Linked DNA regions of Rattus norvegicus: region 2 is linked to region 1. A link is a contact called in public Hi-C data. All regions are on one chromosome and are shown on one strand. Each heading gives the region's core, a stretch centred on a gene start, on an enhancer-like site or on the middle of the called end of the contact. The rest is flanking DNA. Distances are from core to core; before and after follow the strand shown.

Region 1 (3,223 bases), core at 169-2,668:
ACAAATTTGTTACTTGTCTATCAAGATTGTACCTGAGGGGGCTAGTGAGATGGCTCAGTGGTTAAGATCACTGGCTACTCTCTTTTAGAGGACCCACAGGGTGGCTTACAGCTGTTAGTAACTCTAGTCCCAGGGATCCAACATCCTCTTCTGACTTTGTATACCAGGCACAAATGTGAGGCACAGACAGACATACAAGTGAAACACTCTTCATATACATTAAAAAAAAATCTACAAGTGAAAAATTAAAGAATTTTAATATGATACAGGCAAATACAGTCACTCAACTAACAATTTACTTACACACACACACACACACATATATATATGTGTATATATATATGTGTATGTATATATATATATATATGTATATATATATATGCCTTTTACCTAAGTCTCACAAACTCAAGCAGTTGCTCACAATGATTTATAGGTCTTGTCAGTTTCCTAGAGCCTCAGTTTTCAACAGCTAAAAACATTTCGAATATAAATCATGGCAATTCAGAACCATGTAATTTTTACTTATTTTTGGAAACAAGGGTCTATAATGAAGCCCAGGCTGAACCAGAACTACTTGTGTAGACCAAACTGCCCTCTAACACACTGAAATCCACCTACCTTTGCCACCCTAGTGCTGGAATAAAAGGCACGCGACCCCATACCCTGTTTGATCCATACAAGTTTAAGACTTTTCTCAAACAGGTTTTTAATAAGATAGCCTTTGATTGGCTCGGACTTTCTTTTGCAGACCGGGATGATCTAAAGATTGAGGCGATCGGGCAGTACCTCTGTTGTTGCCTTTCAGATGTTGGATTACTGGAATGTATCATGCATCACAAAGTATTTTTACTTAAATCTAAAAATGTAATTTAAAATATAGGTTTACTTAAGCCAATAGTGGCACCAACCGGTTGAATATAACCACTCGTTGTACTAAGTATTTATTAGATAAAACATCTGCCCAGAACGTAGGCGTGTCCGTAGGCACTGATTTGGTACGGTTTTGAAATTCTCCCCAAGGTTTCAGAAACCGGTGGAAGGACTACCTGGTTCAGCAAATAAGAACGGAGAAGAGGAGGGGCCAGAGGAGGACGGTCTCCGTAACCCAGCGCGAGAATACGCCTCAGCGCATGCGCACCTCCAGATTGGAACCTTCCATTTGCCAGATGGGGGAGGCGAGCAGAAAACTGCCTATAGATTTTAAATCTCTACCTTCAAGAAAGAGTCTAGGTTATGCGTTCCGTGAACACTATCTCTCGGTTGTTCTTCCAAACCCCGCATCAGGGACTCTAGACACGGACACCTAAAACAAGAGGTGACTTCTCGTTTCTCCCCCCTCCCTCTGGGGCAGTGGTGGTCTGATCCAGGCCACAGACTTTCGCTCGTTTGCAGCGGGTCGGAGATCGAAGGTTTGAGCCAATTGCGGACGAAACGTCTGGGCAAGGAAGGGGGTGAGGGAGCAGCCCTTTGAGTTCCGCCTCCTCTCTAGGCGCTGGTGGGGAAGGGGGACTAGGAAACCCTGCCCTCTGAGCCAGCAGGTCCGACGCCTCGGTGCAAAGTGCCGAGAGGGCGGCGGGAAAACCGCCCGCCGGGACCAGGGGACGGGAAGCAGCCAGGAAGCCGTACGGGAGGGCGCGCGCGCGCGCGCCCCTTTTTCAGCAGTGTGGCGGGGTCGCACGCACGCCCGCCTCGGCGGCTGGGCGCGATTTGCGACAGTGGGGGGAGCGGCGGCGGTGGCGGTGCCGGCAGCTTTGCGGCAGGCTCCGGCCGGGCGTGCTTGACGGCGGTGTGGCGGAGGCCCCGCCCGAGGCGGCAAGAACCTGGAGGGAGGCGGAGGAATATGTCTGAGAGGGAAGTGTCGACTGCGCCGGCGGGAACAGACATGCCGGCGGCCAAGAAGCAGAAGTTGAGCAGCGACGAGAACAGCAACCCGGACCTCTCGGGAGACGAGAATGTGAGTGCAGCCCCGCCTGTCCGGGACTGTGGAGTAGAAGTTTCAGGTTCTTTGGTAACTGCGGTCGGGGCGGGCGGGCTGCCGTGGGGGGAGGGAAAGGTGTCACCCCGCGCTTGGGAGAACGCAGGCGTGCGGGGAAATCCAGTTTGTCTGGGGCATTCGAGGTGGAACTGCGACTGATAGCAAGCAGAAAGTTGGCGAGGAGCGGATTAAAGGTCCTGAAGGTCTGCGAGGTCCGCTCAGATCATCCCTGCGTGGGAGAGGGAGTTTGTTCCTTTGGGGGACTTGACGGTGATTGCGAATCTGAGATTGTACTAGTTTAAAAGGCATGCTGGAGGTAAGAGATTCCGTTTTCCCAGAAAAGTTGGTAGGAGGGGTCCTCCTAAGGATTTGAGGGGTTGTGTCACTGTAAAGCACTACGGAATCTTAAGGATGGAAAGTATATAGATCTCTGGCTTGAGTTTATGTGACCGTGTGGTTATGTGTGCCCTTTTCCGTGGAAGTGCGGTGTTGTGGTCCTTAGTGTCGACTTTTCTGTAGTAGGAGCAGGATCGAGAAGATAGTGGAGGGGGAGCCACCTTTGATTAAGGCAAGTGAGGGAACAATTTGAAAGTTTTTGCTTAATGTAAAGGGATTGGGAGATTTCAGGCCACTGTGGTAAAGTCTGTATTTGAGCCAAGTGTGAAGATTAAGTGAAGTCATAGTGCTTAGAGAAATGCTGCCCCGTAAAAAATAATATGCAAGCGTTGTGAAAAGTACTAGACACGTGTTCTAATAATTACTTATATTATGATAGGGTAGGCTTTGGCCTTTCGCATAATTACTCAGAATTTAATGAAAATGTCAAATTTATTTATAATGAGGAAATTTGTCAGGGGAAAAAAATTAAATGGAAGTTCATTTTATTTTCCTAGACTCCTAAAGTACATTTTTTGATGGTTTCTAAAGCTTTCTGAGACCGAATGATTGGGTTAGCTTTGGTCCCTTCTAAAAGGGGCAAGACTGAACGTTTTGGTATGTGTGTCTTTGACAGATTATTGAACCCTTTGGGGTCCTCTCAGAATGAAAGGGTTCTTGTTTGTTTGTTTGAGTTAGAATCTCCCAGTGCAACACAGGCCCACCCTCACACCTGATAACCTTCTTACTTTACTCTCAGTACCTAGAATACATTCGTTCACCACCATGTCCTGCAGAATACTGTGGATATATAGATGAAGCATATAAGATTACAAACCAGACCAAGTGTAAAACTTTAAAATATATTTAACT
Region 2 (3,123 bases), core at 230-2,729, 520 kb before region 1:
CTTCCAGCAGCTCCTGAGGCTGCTTCCCAACCGGCAGGGCGTAGTCATGGTCACCGGCGGGCGAGTCTCTGAAGAGTGAAGTGGTCAGCCGCAGTCCCACGCCGCTCAGCCGGCTCAGCAGGCGAGCCAGTCCGGTCTCGTTGGCTAGGACAGCCCGTAGGTAGCGACTCTCCTCCTGCAGTGCTTGCACCCGTTTGCCCAGCTCCCGATTCTCGGCCCGCAGCTCCTGGTTCTCGGCTGCCAGTCCCCGGACTCGACTCTCCAGCCCCATCACATACTCCTTCTTCTTGAGCCGATTAAGTCGGGCAGCGGCCGCCGCCGCCTTCCGAGGACTCTTAGTCGTCGCTTGGTTGTTGTCGTTGGTGCCACCGCCTCCTCCCGGAGACTTTCTCCGCCTCTTTTCCCCGCCGCCGCGGTCGCTGCCGCTGCTGCAGCCTCCGATGCCATTTAACAGCCTCTGCAGCAAGTCAGAAAAGCGCTGCATCTCTGCGGCCGCGGTCTCGTCGTCGTCGTCCCCCCTCAATAGGCCACCACTATCCGAGCCTCCGCCGGACGAGGACAGGGGCCCGGGCGAGCTGAGCCCGGGCTCCAGGTGCCAGTCCGGTTGCCGAGGGTCCAGCAGATCGGCCAGCTCCAGCCCGGAGAGAAAGTCCATGTCCTCCTGCTCTTCTTTGGGGACCATAGCGATCGCGTCCTCCTCCTCCTCCTCCATCTTCAGTGGCGAGGGCGCGGGCGCGCGCACGGCCACGCTGCCGCGACTCCCCCTCCGGGCCTCCGGCTCGCCCCCGTCCCCGTGAGGTTGCTCGCGGTCAGGGGATCCGGGCCTTGACGTCTCCGTCCCCGCGGCTGCCCCAGTCGGGTCCGGGGGAGGCGCGCGCGTGGCGGGCGGCTCCTGGCTGTCGCGGCGGCTCGGGAAGTCGCGGCCCGAGGCTGCCAGCAGCTTGGTCAGGCTGTGCCTCATGAGGCTGAGCGGCGGGCCCGGGTAGGCCGCAGCCCCTGAGACCCCGGGCCCCCGCGCGCAGAGCCACAGCGCCGGGCCGACCACAGGCGCCGGGAAGGTCTGAGTGGCCTCCCGCGGCCGCCCAACCCCCCGCACGAGGCGGGGGGGAAGGCAGTGGAAGCGCGAAGCGGCGAGGCCCGAGAGGAGTCGGCCGCGCCACCCAAACAGCGGCCTGGCCGGAAGTTACTCTCTCCCCACCCCGCCCACAAAAACGCGCTTCTCTCCAGCCAGAGTGTCGCGAGATTCCGAGCGCTTTCGAGGTGCAGTAACTCCTGCTCTGCGGTGATGTCATAGGAGCCGCGGCAAAAACAATAAAACCTAGGTTTCTATCCCCCACATGCAGCGGTGCTACCCAGTACCAATCTCCGCAACCCAATACTTGAAGTCTAGACATATTTGACACACCTATATAAAAAGCTATTTTATGAGCAGTTTTATTTTTTGCTGTTTCTCTCTAGACTGCAAGAAAAACAACTATGGAAATAGTCCCTGCTAAAACAAAAGGCTAATCTTCAAATCTGAGAAACACAGTCAGGGACTAAACCCTGGGCGACATTCAGAGGTCCTTAGTCTCAGAAAATGATCATTGTTACTGCTATTATTGTTGTCATCGGACCAATTTTATTTTATCATTTATTTATTTGTTTTTGTAACAAGGGTCACTGCAGTATTAGCTGATTTGCCAGGAGTGGTTGGTTTGTTTATTGGTCTCTTGTTTTGCTGTTTTTCTTCTGCTTTTTTTCTTCTTTTGTCAAGCCACAACAGTTCCTTATCCTTATCCTTTTAAAATACCAACTTTTTGAAAAGACCAAGTCTTGAAGAAAACACTACTTCATTTTTAATAAAATTTAATTCATTTTTAATAAAATTCTGGACCCGTGGTTCTGGATTGCTCGTGCTGTTTCTCTGGTTTCATCCAGCATTTAAGAGCTGAAACGTTTACAAATGCTCTACAATTTAACGAAACACCACACCTTAGCTCCTGTTTTCCAAAAAAAAGCTAATGAAAGTACAGATGAACTAGAGAGAGAAGGGAGGTTAGTTGCTGAATAAAATTGCATGAAAGCATGCTTTAATTAAGTTCAATGTGAATTAGGATTCCTGTCAGTATGCGTTCGAGCTTGTGGGGACACACACACCCCCCAGTGCTAGCGCAGGGGTCCAGGGGATGGATGTAGCTTCTATGGGGTCTTAGGCTGGCCTCTGCTAATTAAAGAACTAAAAGCAGGAAAAACTCGAACATAATCAGCTATTAAAAATGAAACACACACACAGAGATTGGGGAGTTTAGTGTTCTTGGTGGACTGGGATCTGTCCCCCTCCTCCTCCTCCCATTTTGAATGGATGAACTTAAGCAAAGAAAGAGGAACCTACACGCCCAGCCACATCTTCAAGTAAACATTTTCAGGACCAGCTTCAACTAGGCAAGAGAAAAGGAATTACATGGCTTTGTCACAGGTAAGAGTGGTGAGGAAGAAGCCCGAGGGGGTGATCTTTATTATTTATCTGTGGCCCCTTCCCCTATGTGCCACCCATCAGGCAGCTGTCTGCTTCCTGATTCCTTACAGCACACTCCACCTGTTCGCACGGGGAAAGTGATGTCAAGACAAAACACCTGTTCCCAGAAGACAACAGAGGAAAGGGTTTATTTTTGTGCTAGATAGACCTTGGCCCAGAAACATATGATTCAGGATGCTCTGAATGACAAATTCCAACTTGGAAATAGTTTCATAAAAGCTACAGAAGAAAAGAAAGTCATGAATCAGGGCATTTTTTCAAATAGGTAGGTAGATTCACGCAAAGTGAGGGAAGCCCTGTCACGGTTCTCAGATGTGCCCGACAAAACCCTAAGCTTTGGGGTGAGTGGGAGCTTCTGATCTGTTAAACAAATATTTTCCCAACAGTTCTACAGTTTATAGTTAAAAGGATATAAACCCAGGCATAGAGGTGGACGATGAATTAACATAAGGCAACTAAAAATAGCCCGAGATAGTTTCCTACTGTACATCCCAGCTCTGCACAATCGTGAAGGTGTAGCCTGTCTTTCAACCCTGTGGAATCTTTAACATAGAAATGTAATGGGTTTTTCTTTTCTGGGAAATTCAGTTCATAGTATACATAAT

Evidence for each region. A called contact is a pair of places that touch in the nucleus more often than the background predicts.
Region 2: a contact with region 1 is called in a Hi-C map of liver, with 3 times the contacts expected there. The contact joins the promoter of Crebzf here to the promoter of Eed in region 1. A contact is called at or near these places in 2 of 12 Hi-C or Micro-C datasets (the Rat2 cell line and liver) and 1 of 1 datasets of contacts at active chromatin or transcription factors (oligodendrocytes).

Annotation. Positions count from the first base shown.
Region 1 is chr1:153,305,695-153,308,917 of GRCr8, reverse strand. Eed (embryonic ectoderm development) reads left to right here and starts at 1,418. Exons shown (of 12, transcript NM_001106278.2): 1 at 1,418-1,954. The coding sequence starts at 1,841.
Region 2 is chr1:153,828,118-153,831,240 of GRCr8, reverse strand. Crebzf (CREB/ATF bZIP transcription factor) reads right to left here and starts at 1,479. Exons shown (of 1, transcript NM_001271791.1): 1 at 1-1,479. The coding sequence starts at 961.